2 separate regions of the Triticum aestivum genome follow, and region 1 is linked to region 2. Evidence: chromatin contacts called from public Hi-C data. All regions are on one chromosome and are shown on one strand. The core of a region is the stretch at or near the end of the contact, and the rest is flanking DNA. Distances in the headings are between cores, read along the strand shown. Region 1 has its middle 18 kb from the start of LOC123128433. Region 2 holds the start of LOC780635 (MADS-box transcription factor 22).

What was found. A called contact is a pair of places that touch in the nucleus more often than the background predicts.
Region 1: a Hi-C map of leaf shows a contact between it and region 2, with 4 times the contacts expected there. The contact joins the enhancer-like site here to the promoter of LOC780635 in region 2. A contact is called at or near these places in 2 of 5 Hi-C or Micro-C datasets (both in leaf).

What each region holds. Positions count from the first base shown.
Region 1 is chr6A:553,108,382-553,115,803 of IWGSC CS RefSeq v2.1, reverse strand. No RefSeq gene overlaps it. Among protein-coding and RNA genes, the nearest start is that of LOC123128433, 18 kb to the left of the region's middle. Within about 2 kb of position 1,798, at least 7 of the 8 cell types and tissues checked have an H3K27ac peak or open chromatin away from gene starts, as enhancers often do. A contact at or near this core is called in leaf, where this site is marked.
Region 2 is chr6A:553,040,728-553,047,205 of IWGSC CS RefSeq v2.1, reverse strand. It overlaps LOC780635 (MADS-box transcription factor 22), which reads left to right and starts at 2,483. Exons shown (of 8, transcript XM_044548426.1): 1 at 2,483-2,986; 2 at 5,027-5,105; 3 at 5,954-6,015; 4 at 6,110-6,209; 5 at 6,299-6,340. The coding sequence starts at 2,805.

The DNA.
Region 1 (7,422 bases), core at 549-3,048, 69 kb before region 2:
GATAAGCTTTTTCGAACGGAGAAAGTATAAAAGCATTTAAATCATTAAATTAGTGATCTAAACGCATTTATATTAGTTTAGAATGAAATATTATTTGTTCTTGAGAAATGTCTCCAGCAGAAACATGGATAAGACTCGTATCACTGGCGATCGCTCTCTAGATTAGCATGTCAATGGCGTGTGAGCCTCTACGTTATCGCCAGGCAGAGCCAGCGGCAACCCTTTTGGACTTCTTCCTCGAGCATCATCGTAATCTCATACCTCGCAAAAAGAAAAGAGCACTGCTTCACACACGACGGTTACTACACGAAACACAAACGACATGCATATCCAACCATTCAAGCCCAAGCCTAAGCAGCCCCTGCCCGTTGGATTAACCATCGTCTTGGCATCGTCCATCAAAGTGTCGTCTATGAAGCAGTTTCGAAAAGAAAAAGGAAAAAACACTGTAGCCTCATGGACCTGATGACGCAGATTGTGGGCCAGAAAACGCCCCCAACGTCACTACACCTGCGACTCCTTCATACCAGAGCAACTAGTTAACAGTGCTTTTTCGGGAGCCTCGCAACGATCATCGTCACTTGGCACGCTCTCAGCCATTCGCCACGTGTCGCGCTCTCAGCCATTCGCTACGTGTCGCGCTCTAGACGTTCCCTTTAAATTTTATTTTTTTTATTTTTCCACATGCATTTTTGGTTTTTTAAATGGTTTTTCCCCGGTTTTTTATGACGTTTTGGTTTTTCACCGTTCTTCCTTAGCTTTTTGATAAAAAATAAATAAATTTTTTTGCACGAAAAAACGCGTTTTTTAAATCTTTCGCGAGAATCATGATTTTTTGCTTCCCCGAGAGGCATGGTTTTGCTTCCGTGAGAGTCATGGCCGTGCCTCTCGAAAATGAAAAATAACGCGTTTTCTGTTTTTTCCTTTCACGAGAGTTACGGTTTTGCTTTCACGAGAGGCATGGTTGTGCTTTCGCGAGAGTCACGGCCGTGCCTCTCGGAAACAAAAAAAACCGTGTTTACTTTTTTTTTCTTTCGTGAGAGTTACGGTTTTGCATCCGCGAGAAGCATGGTTGTGCTTTCGCGAGAGTCACGGTCATGCCTCCTCGGAAATGAAAAAAAAAATACGTTTTCTTTTTTTTTTCCTTCCGCAAGAGTCATGGTTTTGCTTTCACGAGAGTCACGGTTGTGATTTCAAGGCACGGGCCTGCCTTTTTTAGAAAGGGAAAAACCCGTACTTTTGATTCGGTTTTTTCGTCCGTTTTTTTCATGAAAAAAAAGTTCGTCAAAATCTATTAAGATGGGATCTAATTTTGAAGATCTCGACGCGAAGGATCGAACGGTAAAAGCGGTTTAACATTTGGACGAACGGTTTAAAAGATAAAATATTTTGAATAAACGGATCTACGGACAAAGCAATAAGGGGAGTTGGGGTGTTTATTGCAACGAATACTTTTTAACTGATTTCGCCGTCATGCTACCGAGCTCCAGCGATGACCGAATGCTCTCCTGAAAAGATCTGCGCGGCCGTCCGGTTCCGCAAAAGCCATCACGTCTTTTTTAAACTCGAAAAGAAAGCCTGGAGTACCCCGAAACAGGACGCAAATAGCGGTGCCCAAAAGCCATCCCACCATGTCATTTCCGGTCCAAAGAGAAAGAAAAGGGTTCTGCGCGGGTGCGCTGCCCCTGGCTCTCCCGGCCACGCATCTCGCCACCGCCAGGTACACACACGTACTAGTACTGTACTACGAGGGGGTCTCGCACCCGTGGGGTGGCCTCTGCATCGCGTACGCGAGGACTGGACGGGACGCCTCCGCAGCTTTCCACCACGACGCTCGGCCATCATCGGCGGGCGGTACCCGGGGTGCATCCATCCAGAGAGATCTCCGCGTATCCGTGTCCCGGATCGCCGTAGGCTTTCAGCGCGGCCAGGCCTAGCCGCTTCCGCTTGTGGGTTTGCGGCCGACGGTGCGTAGGCTTTCGTGGCGCCCAGCCCTAGCGTTTCCGTTCCGGGATGGCGTGCGCCTCGGCGCGCTCCAACACGCGTGTACGAACCCCCACCATTGGGACGGCCTCGTTGCCGAAACCAGGGGTGGAGTACACCAAGCGTACTGCTACTGCTTTGATGATTCCCCTGCCGCTGGCGCTGCGTCGTCAGGGCCGACCGTAGGGCCTCACCAGTCACCACGTCCGAAAGCAAAGCAGCCAACACAACGCAAAGGCTGCCGTCGCGTACGCCGCGACACGACTGGACGCACTGTTCCGGCTTTGACCGCCCGCGACCGGTAAAAATGAGCGAGGCACGACGCGCCGTGGAAAGCGACTCCAGCTTGCGTGTTATGTTCGCGTGAGAGGGATTACAGTAAGATATACTGTACTACCACTAGTGTATTTAGTATCATGCTGTTGCTATAGAAAGTAACGGTTCCTTTTACCATTTCCAGCTGGTGCAGCCGGGGCGCGGTGGGAGGTCGTGGTCCTTTCCGGTAAACTAATGCAAATTCCAGAAAATGTAAACTAATGCCGAAAGCTTCGCTACTAGATTGATAGTAGCAGTACTAGCATCTTTGAGCTAATGATCGTGTGCGTACGTACGCTGGGTTAAACTAACGTTGCAAAAGCCGGGAGAGACGAGATTAAATATGTCGGCCCAGCCGATTTGGACCTTTGTGTTGTACTACATCAACCATAGCGACTGCTTGCCAGTTGCCACCGGTTTACTAGTACTTTGGAACGATTCGCATCCCGTTTTCAGTCCCACTTGATTCGATCTGCAGGACATCGCATTACCCTCTTTGCAGGCTTATCGATCGTTGTATGTTTCGGCTAGCCGTTTTTAATTGGACATTGCCCACTTTCTGTTTATTGAAAACACATACAATTTTCTTCATTCGGAATAATAGTTATATCGTCCATGAGAAAGGGTACAATCACACTCAAGGGCTTCTCATACCAATCAAGAGTCGAAGGAAATCTAGCCAAACTAATAAGTTCATGAGCAAATTTATTAGCTTATCTATTACAATGTTTGAAACTAAGCATAGAAAAGTCACATAAAATATAATAACAATCGTGAAAAACTACCACCGTCACTCCTATAGATCGCCCTCCATTCTTCCTGGTTTCAATGATATTCGAATTATCAGAGTTAATAACGAGGCGATTGCAACTTGTCTATTGTGCAAGGCAATGACCGAATCTTGTCGAGGCTTCAACTCCAGAACGCCCACACAACAATATATCCTCTAATTTTTCCACAACAATTAATTTATCTTTATCGTCCCTCGGGACGCTCCAGATGTGCGCCCAAACAATTCTTGATCAAAATATGCATCCATATTAATTTTAAAAAAACACGGGCAAATCCCACCCCTATTTTCTGTTAGGAAATGTTGCATGGAAAACAAAAAAAAATCTACGCACACGCAAGATCTATCCATAGAGATGCATATTAACGAGGGCGAAGTGTGTGTACGTACCCTCGTAGACCGTAAGCGGAAGCATTCAGTAACACGGTTGATGAAGTCGAACTTCTTCGCGGTCCAACCGAACGAGTACCGAACATACGACACCTCCGCGTTCAGCACATGTTTAGCTCGGTGACGCCCTCACCTTCTCGATCCAGCAAGACGGCGAAGGAGTGGACGAGTTTCGGCAACACGATGGCGTGGTGACGGTGATGGTGAAGCTATCTCCGCAGGGCTTCGCCTAAGCACTACTAAAATAAGACCGAGGAACTAAACTGTGGAAGGGGGCGCCACACACGGCTAAGCAATTGTCGTGGTTCTGTGTGGCGCCCCCTTCCCACATATATATAGGTGGGGGAGGGAGGAGCAGCCAAGGAGGAGCCCCAAGTAGGCCGAATCCGACTTGGGGTCATTCCCTAGTGGCGCCCCCTTACCATATTTGCCGGAGGGGAAAGGAAAGGGGGAGAGGAAAGGAAGGGGGAGGCGGACTCCCCCCTTTTCCTTCTCTCCCAAGGGTTGCGGCCTAGGAGGGGCGCGCCAGCCCCTTGTGGTTTAGTGTGTTCCCCCCTTTGTCCCATATGGCCCATTAACCTCCCGGGGTGTCCGGAACCCCTTCCGATGACCCGATTTCTACTTGATACATCTCGAAACTCTTCCGGTGTCCGAATATCATCGTCCTATATATCAATCTTTACCTCCGAGCCATTCCAGAGCTCCTCGTCATGTCTGTGATCTCATCCGAAACTCCGAACAACATTCAGTCACCAAATCATATAACTCATATAACACTATATCGTCAACGAACATTAAGCGTGCGGACCCTACGGGTTCGAGAACTATGTAGACATGACCAGGACATCTCTTTGATCAATAACCAATAGCGGAACCTGGATGCCCATGTTGTCTCCTACATTCTATGAAGATCTTTATCGGTCGAACCTTATGAGAACATACGTAATTCCCTTTGTACATCTATATGTTACTTGCACGTGATTCGATCGTCGGTATCTTCATACCTAGTTCAATATCATCACCGGCAAGTCTCTTTACTCGTTCTGTAATACATCATCTTGCAACTAACTCCTTAGTCACTTTTCTTGCAAGGCTTCTTAAGATGTGTATTACCGAGAGGGCCCAGAGATACCTCTCCGATACTCGGTGTGACAAATCCTAATCTCGATCTATGCCAACTCAACAAATACCTTCGGCGATACCTGTAGAACATCTTTATGATCACCCAGTTATGTTGTGACGTTTGATAGCACACAAGGTATTCCTCCGGTATTCGGGAGTTGCATAATCTCATAGTCAAAGGAATATGTATTTGACATTAAGAAAGCAATAGCAATAAACTGAACGACCAATATGCTAAGCTAATGAATGGATCTTGTCCATCACATCATTCTCCTAATGATGTGATCCCGTTATCAAGTGACAACACATGTCTATGGTTAGGAAACCTTAACCATCTTTGATCAACGAGCTAGTCTAGTAGAGGCTTACTAGGGACACGATATTCCTTTATGTATCCACACATGTATTTCAGTTTCCAATCTATACAATTCTAGCATGAATAATAAACTTTATCATGAATAAGGAAATATAATAATAACCATTTTATTATTTCCTCTAGGACATATTTCCATCAGTCTCCCACTTGCACTAGAGTCAATAATCTAGTTCACACTGCCATGCGATTAACACCCATAGTTCACATCAGCATGTGACTAACACCCAAAGAGTACTAAGGTGTGATCATGTTTTGCTTGTGAGAGAGGTTTAGTCAACGGGTCTGCCACATTCAGATCCGTATGTATTTTGCAAATTTCTATGTCTACAATGCTTTGCATGGAGCTACTCTAACTAATTGCTCCCACGTTCAATACATATCCAGATTGAGACTCAGAGTCATCCAGATTGGTGTCAAAGCTTGCATCGACGTAACCCTTTACGATGAACTCTTTATAACCTCCATAACTGAGAAATATTTCCTTAGTCCTCCTAAGGATAATTTTGACCGATGTCCAAGAAGGAAATATTCCCTAGATGCAATAATAAAGTTGTTATTTATGTTTCCTTAAATCATGGTAAGTGTTTATTATTAATGCTAGAATTGTATTAACCGAAAACTTAGTACATGTGTGAATACATAGACAAATAGAGTGTCCCTAGTTTGCCTCTACTTGACTAGCTCGTTAATCAAAGATGGTTAAGTTTCCTAGCCATGGACATGTGTTGTCATTTGATGAACGGGATCGCATCATTAGAGAATGATGTGATGGACTAGACCCATCCGTTAGCTTAGCACTATGATCGTTTAGTTTATTGTTATTGCTTTCTTCATGACTTATACATGTTCCTATGACTATGAGATTATGCAACTCCCGAATACCGGAGGAACACTCAGTGTGCTATCAAATGTCACAATGTAACTGGGTAATTATAAAGATGCTCTACAGGTGTCTCCGATGGTGTTTGTTGAGTTGTCATAGATCAAGATTAGGATTTGCCACTCCGATTGCCGGAGAGGTATCTCTGGGCCCTCTCGGTAATGCACATCACTATAAGCCTTGCAAGCAATGTGACTAATGAGTTAGTTGCGGGATGATGCATTACAGAACGAGTAAAGAGACTTGACGGTGACGAGATTGAACTAGGTATGATGATACCGATGATCGAATCTCGGGCAAGTAACATACTGATGACAAAGGGAACAACGCATGTTGTTGTGCGGGTTGACCGATAAAGATCTTCGTAGAATATGTAGGAACCAATATGAGCATCCAGGTTCCGCTATTGGTTATTGACCGGAGATGTGTCTCGGTCATGTCCACATAGTTCTCGAACCCGTAGGGTCCGCACGCTTAACGTTTGATGACAATATGTATTATGAGTCATGTGATTTGATATACCGAAAGTTGTTCGGAGTCCCGGATGAGGTTACGAACATGACGAGGAGTCTCGAAATGGTTGAGACATAAAGACTCATATATTGGAAGGCTACATTCGGACACCGGAATAGTTCGGGTCGTTTCGGAGTACTGGGGGTTGCCGGAACCCCCCGGAAGTTATTGGGCCTCATGGGCCTAAAGGTGGAAGAGAGGAGGCAGGCCAAGGTGTGGCGCGCGCCCCCTTAGCCCAAACCGAATTGGACTAGGGCTAGGGGGGCCGGCCCCCCTTTCCTTCTCTTCTTCCTCTCCTTCCTTCTTCTCCTACTAGGACTAGGAAAGGGGAACCTACTCCTACTAGGAGTAGGATTCCCCCCCGTGGGCGCACCCCTTGTGTCCGGCCCTCCTCCTCCTCCCCTCCTTTATATACGGGGGAGGGGGCACCCCATAGACACACAAGTTAATCTTTAGCCATGTGCGGTGCCCCCTGCACTACAAAAAAAAGACACTTCCGTGATGATACGTGTTTGTGACAGTAGGTCACGTTTTCTGTCATGCATGTACATCCATGACAATCATATGACAGAATCAAGATAGTCATACATGTGCTATCATAGAAGTGTTCCATGACATTACCAAAATTATCATCACGGAAGTGTCCACTTCCATGACGATAAATCACGCGTCAAAGAAGTGCTTTCGTCAAGGGTGATCGACACATGGCATCCACCGTAACGGGTCGCCGTTAAGCTATCATGTCTGGTTTTGGATCCGATAACCCGTTAACAGCCCGGACCGATGGGAAATTTCCATTTTTATAGTTTTCTTTTATAAACTAAACTAGTGATAAAACAAGAAACTAAAAGACTCGATTGCAAGATCTAAAGATATACCTTCAAGCACTCACCTCCCCGGCAACGGCGCCAGAAAAGAGCTTGATGTCTACCACACAACCTTCTTCTTGTAGACGTTGTTGGGCCTCTAAGTGCAGAGGTTTGTAGGACAGTAGCAAATTTCCCTCAAGTGGATGACCTAAGGTTTATCAATTCGTAGGAGGCGTAGGATGAA
Region 2 (6,478 bases), core at 1,234-3,733:
CTGTATTCGTTTCCGCTTCTGCAAAAAAATGTGAAAATAAATATGATAGCACTCAGTTCCGTCCGTTTTCGCTCTATTTTCATCCCTATTGTATGGTCACTTTTCATGTCCATAGGCGCTTGGGGACTGAATTTTCGGTACTGCGATTGTAGATGCTCTTATGACTCCAATGCCGAGCAAGAACAGGAGACACCTTTCTTCTAAAATGACCAGAAGGATTCAGTGACCAACCGTGCAATCTTACACATTGCAGATATCAAAGATCTAATGATAGTCATCACAAAAGGGCACCTTAATCACCATTTAAGGAATCTTTGCAAAGTCTAGCAATATATCCGAATTTCAAGGAACATCTTCTCTAGCCCCCGTATGACAGGAGCAGCTTTCCTACAAAGAGAATCAAAGAACTTGCATCTTGACCATAGCTTTGTCAGTTCGGTGGCGTGTTGAAATAAAAGCAGATTTGAACCATAGAAAATGTGTAATCAATTTTGCTAAGTCTCACTCTCAGTCGACTGAGACTTTGTTATGTCTCCACCAATACTATATTCTCCTTTGATCTTGCATGAAGATTCATATAATTTTTTTATTTTCAGTTTTTATTTTTTTATATAGTATGTCACTTGACTGAAACTTGGTTAAGTCTCAGTCGATTGAGACCTAGCCGTACCCATGTGCAATATCTTAGAAAATGCGCCAATGATATTAGAGCATCTATAATCAGATCTCTCAAACCCGCCTCATACATCCGGACAGGTCGCCCGGTCATGATTTTTTAACACAGACGACCCCTGAAAAGCCCAGACTGGCCGGCACCCCCCATATCCAACCCAAATATGAGGCGGATATGGGGACGCTCGGGCGCGCCCGTGCACACCTTCCACGTCGGCCTGAAGGTGTGGCCTCACACAGACTCGCCGGGAAACCCGACAGTTCGACGGGCGCCTCAATCGTCTCTGTAGTGTGAACACCGTGTGGCGCCGCTCCGGCTCCCCGCTCGAGGCTGTAGCCGGCTATTTAAGCCGGCCGACGCCTCCAGCCCTAGCACATCCGCCTCTTCCCTTCCTCCGCCGCTACTCAAACCCGTTAGCCATGCCCCCACGCCGCCGCCGCTACACGATCCAACACCGACTCTTCCTCCTTGAGCAAGTCCGGATCTGTAGGGAAGCGGGGCTACCTCTAAAACCGGAGAAGGATTTCGAGGAAGTGGAGGAGGAGGAGCCGGCGAACGAGGAAGAGGAGGAGCAGGAGCAGGAGCCGGCGGAGGAGGCGCCGCCGATGGATATGGGTGAGGAGGAGGCGCCGGCGATGGAGGAGGACATGGGCGTGTGGTCGGAGCAGCACGCCAATCGCGCGGAGTCGGCTGCGGAGGCTAGGCGTCGCCGTCGGCAACAGGTGGAGGCGGCGCAGGCGGCCCAGGCGGCTCCGAACCCGGCACAGGTGACTCAGGCCATCTTCGACAACGACGAAATTTGAGTACTATAGAATGTAGTACGTAGCTATATGTTCTCCATGCTTTTGTATGGATTTAGGGGAAGAATAGGAGAAAATTACATGGAGAAGGAAATATGAGGCGTGCCCGATCAGTGTCGGCGGACGCGTCCGGTCGTGTTCGCGGGTGTTTGAGGGACCGGATTTGCTAAGTCCGGTGTTAGATGCTCTTAGCCAGCGACGACCGAGAAGGCAGCCGAGCAAAGGAGGAGACGGAGGATGGGTCACAAGATGAAGACGAAGAACCAACAAAGCGAGAGACAGCACAAGACCCAGAGGCAGGAAAGAAAACGAGACGAAGCAAAAACAAGAGCTCGGGTCGGCGCACATAGTCGCGGCCGGAACAGCGAATCCGGGCGTCTGCAGTAGTAGCAACCATACGGCCGTGCGCGCCGCCCAACCCGCATGCACTGCGCTGCCGCACCAGGCCAAACGAGAGCGAAGCGAGAACAGGCCAGGGAGGGAGGAGGGATCCTCCGGAGGGAGGGAGCCATGCAAGCAAGCCACAGAGTGGTGGCCGGAACAGGGAATCCGGGCGTCTGCAGTGGCGTACGCGGCCGTGGCCGTGCGTGCTGCCCCTGCCCATGCCCATGCAGCAAGGAAAGGAATCAATCCCCCTACGACTCTACTCCGCTGCCACGCTCTGGCTTCCCTTTTCCTTTCCGGCCTCCCTCGATCCCTTCCTTCCCTCCGCCCATCCTGCTACAGTCAGTACTGTTCTGGTCCGGCCGCGCCATCCTTTCCATTTCCGGCACCCTCCCCTTCCTCCCCCCTTTCCCCCATCCATCCACCCACCCGCCCAGCTACTCTACTCCCCACTAGGTAGCCAGCCAGCCAGCCGTCCGTCCGTCCCCCCTCCTCTGCGTTCCGGCGGGCCCCGCGCCGCAGTCGCGTGTCGCGTGCATAAAAAATGACTGGGCCGGCAGGGCCCCGTGCTTGCGTCCTGATCGCTTTGTTTATGCGCCTAATCCTCGCGTGGGCTCGCCCGGGCCGCGGTTGGCCCGGTTTTTATTAGTAGTACTCCGCCCTTTGCCAATCGGAGCAAAGCTAGCGCTGGTCCCGGTCTCGAGACCCCCAACCCCCCGCGTCGCCTCCTCCACTCCACCTCCCCTCCCCCCTTTCCTCTCCCCTCCTCTCCTTTCGCATCCCTCCTTCCATCCATCCCCATCGCATCGCAACCGCCGCATCGGCGAGTGAGCCGCGCCAGCACGGTGCTCCGAGCCTGCCTGCCTGGGCGAGCCTCGGCGCGGGCGGTGGCCGGGTTAGAGAGGGGGAGGGGACGAGGAGATCGAGGGAGAGAGGGAGGCGACGCGATGGCGCGGGAGCGGAGGGAGATAAAGCGGATAGAGAGCGCGGCGGCGCGGCAGGTCACCTTCTCCAAGCGCCGCCGGGGCCTCTTCAAGAAGGCCGAGGAGCTCTCCGTCCTCTGCGACGCCGACGTCGCGCTCATCGTCTTCTCCTCCACCGGCAAGCTCTCCCAGTTCGCCAGCTCCAGGTACATGCGTCCCTCCTCCGCGCCGCTCGCTCGCTCGCTCGCCTCGGGTCCTCCCCTCCCGTCCCTCCTCGTCTCGTCTTCCCGCGACGGTCCGTAGATCTACCCGCCTCTCTTCTTCCCTCGCCTTCCCGGGCGCAGGATCCGGCTCGCCTAGGGTTCATGCTGCTCCCTCCCGCGGGTCCCGTGTCAGTTTTGCGTGCCTTTCCGCGTCTCGCGCGCCCGGTGGGGATCATGCGACGTGCTGGCGGGGCGGATCGCGTTGCTTGGCACCGCCCGCAGCGGATTTTCTGGTTACGTTCGCGGATGTCGTCATTCTTGCCGAAATGGGGATTTTAATTATTTCTGTTTACTGTAGTAGTCATACTCCTGTAGCTGGTTGCGCATTTTTTTCGTTGATTTTCTTTTTTTCTTTTCCCGATCGAGCGGTGTGTTACGAGCATGCGCGCCTCTGCGAGTGCTGTGCGGCTTCTGTTTATATTTGCTGCGTATGTCTATGCATCTTCAGCTGCGGTGTTTTATCGTCGGTTCTTGCGCGCCTCGAGTGCTCCGGTGGGGCAAAGTTGCGCCTGCTAATTGCGTACGTACGGCCGGACTTGTGATTTTATGTGCTGCTGCTCGTACGTCGCATCGCCCGCTGATTCTAATGGGACTTAGTGTTCTGTGCGGTATATCGGTTACCGTTGTTCGATGAGATATTATTTGTACTCTTGCACGCATTTGTTCGTCGCCTCTTTTCCTTTCTTCCTTAGTTTGGGTTTGGGTGTGAAGGCTTCCTCGACGGGAGAAAGCAATGATATATTTGTGGTCCATAGATTGTTGTGCTGATGTCCTCCACTTGTTTGTTTTGTTCAGGTCCCCATTCTCTGCCGTTCAATGTGGCCGTTAGGGGAAAATTTGCCGTTGTTAGCTACTGTACCTAGTATTCTAACACTAGCATCTTGGGCATCATGTTTGTTTACGAGATTCTTATGGACCTTCAAATGACTCATCAGCCTTCTTTAACTTATTATGTGCTGCCTTTACATGTCACCGTACTGATTTTTTTTATTAAAGATGAAATAGTCTTAGTTGTTGTATATGTGTTGACATTGAAAAGCTTCGTCAGCTAATCAAATGATACGCTATCACCAAAATCATATTTGAGTTTTCTTTTCCTGGGATCATTTGTTTAGCTGAGGAAGTTGTGTGTATGGTCTCAACTTCTTTTACTTGAAACAGTAACTGTCTTGTTAAAGAATAGCAATCTTTTGAGGAGTGTCCGGTGTTTTAAGTTTCTTGGATGATTATGGATCATACTGGTGCATGCCAACTTCAGTGAATTATCGATAACCATGCATTTGTCTAACATAGCATTACAAGGAAAGTACTATGACTTGGAACTCTTATTAGCAGTAAACTGTAGGAGCAAAACGTAAGGACATTTGAGTCCAGCATTAATTTCCTCCGCGGTGCATTATAATATTTACTAAACTTCTAGGAACCAGAATGCTACAAGTAATTAGTCCTTGTTTAGGTAATTTAAAGAATAATTTAAACTGAATGTTACATAATAGGGACTGAGAGCATTTAACTACTGCTATATACAAAGTTAATGGGAAAATGTGGACTCAGTTTCGATGCTTTCTCATTAAGGTGTTTGGATTCAAAAAACATTCTGACTTTCTATCTGGTTAAGGATAATCTCTCTTCGTTTCAGAAACAAACATTTTTTGGCTTTCTCTTCTGTTTATTTAGTCCATCGCACTAACGGGTGTCATCTTATATATGTAGAAATGTTATTACTTATGGACTAGTGTTTTTTCGTTCGGGTTAACATCAGAGTTCAGTCTTCACTTTAACCTAACTTCATACTCTTGTCAGTGATTTCTAGTAATTTGATCGTCATTGTTACAATGAACTGTCAAGGTGACTATAGTTAATGTACCTAGTATGCCCCTGTATAATTCTGAACATCCCTATATCACTGTTATTTTAGTCATTTCCTTTTTTATTGATTAGTTGTAGCTTCATGTCGTACTGATATTGCCTTTCCTTGGACAGTATGAATGAGATCATCGACAAGTACAGCACGCATTCTAAGAACCTGGGGAAAACAGACCAGCCTGCTCTTGACTTGAACGTAATAATCACTTCTCACCCTCAGTGATGTTAGCCAGCAAATTGAAGTTCTGTGTTTGTAGTGTCCCAATACTTGTGAATCTACATAAGCAATATAAGGATGTGGCCCAAAATAAAATATCTTATATTCAAGGCCTAATCTAGCACAAACCTTCATATAAATGCATTTTCCCCATCTAAAACCATTGAAGCGAAACTTTGCTATAAAGAATACTTGAAAGTTGAAAAGCAGTATCTTCTATCCCAAAATGCCAATGGCGGGCGACCTTGATGGAGGTGGTTATTTTGAAAAAAGAAAAAAAATTCATATTTTGAAGTTACTATTTTTTTTGAAAAAAATTATACACATTCATATGGATGTATCCTACATGTATGCAATTTTTGAAGATGATATATATATTATGGTGAGATCTACACAAAAAAGACAAAATCATGTAGAATTTTTTGAAACTCTAAAATTTAATTCTTGAATTTTTTAAAACAACCACACCCTTTTCAAGTTTTTTTTGAGTTGGGTGTTAGGCCACATATAATACTCCCTCTGTCCCAAAATAAGTGTCGTTGTTTTAGTTAACCACAACACTTATTGTTCATGATAGCTGTGAAAAGGTGTACTTCTCTTCCTTATTTTTATTAATGGATGTCAACACTTTATAAAGTAGAAGCCTTGGGCAAAATGTAGGCAAAAAAATTTATCAGCTATTGCAATATGATAATTACTGCCTTTTCTGAATGCATTGATAGTATTCATTTATAAACTCCTCTTGGTATATGAAGGTAGTTGCGATTTGGTTGATTAAATTTCTTAATCAAATTAGTACTGACATGCTGGCGCATTTCTATTTTCAGTTAGAGCATAGCAAGTATGCAAATTTGAACGATCAGCTTGCAGAAGCTAGTCTTCGACTAAGGTTATGTTCTCCCCATTATATTTTTTACATGATCCATGCTGAATTTATTTTGCAATTCCATATATAATAATGGCAATTCTTGTCCAACCTATAGACAGATGAGAGGTGAGGAGCTTGAGGGGTTGAGTGTTGATGAACTCCAGCAGTTGGAGAAAAACCTAGAAACTGGTCTGCACAGGGTGCTTCAGACAAAAGTACGGTCACTGAACATGTCATTTTTCAAAGTTCCCTTCTAATCAGGCTCAAAAAGAGCAACTATTTAGCGGGCTGTATGATTTTGCAGGATCAACAATTCTTGGAACAGATAAATGAACTGCATCGAAAGGTACAACTTATTGCAAGATCAATTTTGACGTCATTATTTTAGGTGAAGAACCATGGATTTGTTTTAAATAAATAAAGCCAAATGTTACATTAATTTCTTAATTTTTACATTTTTACATCCACTGATTCATTCTTAATA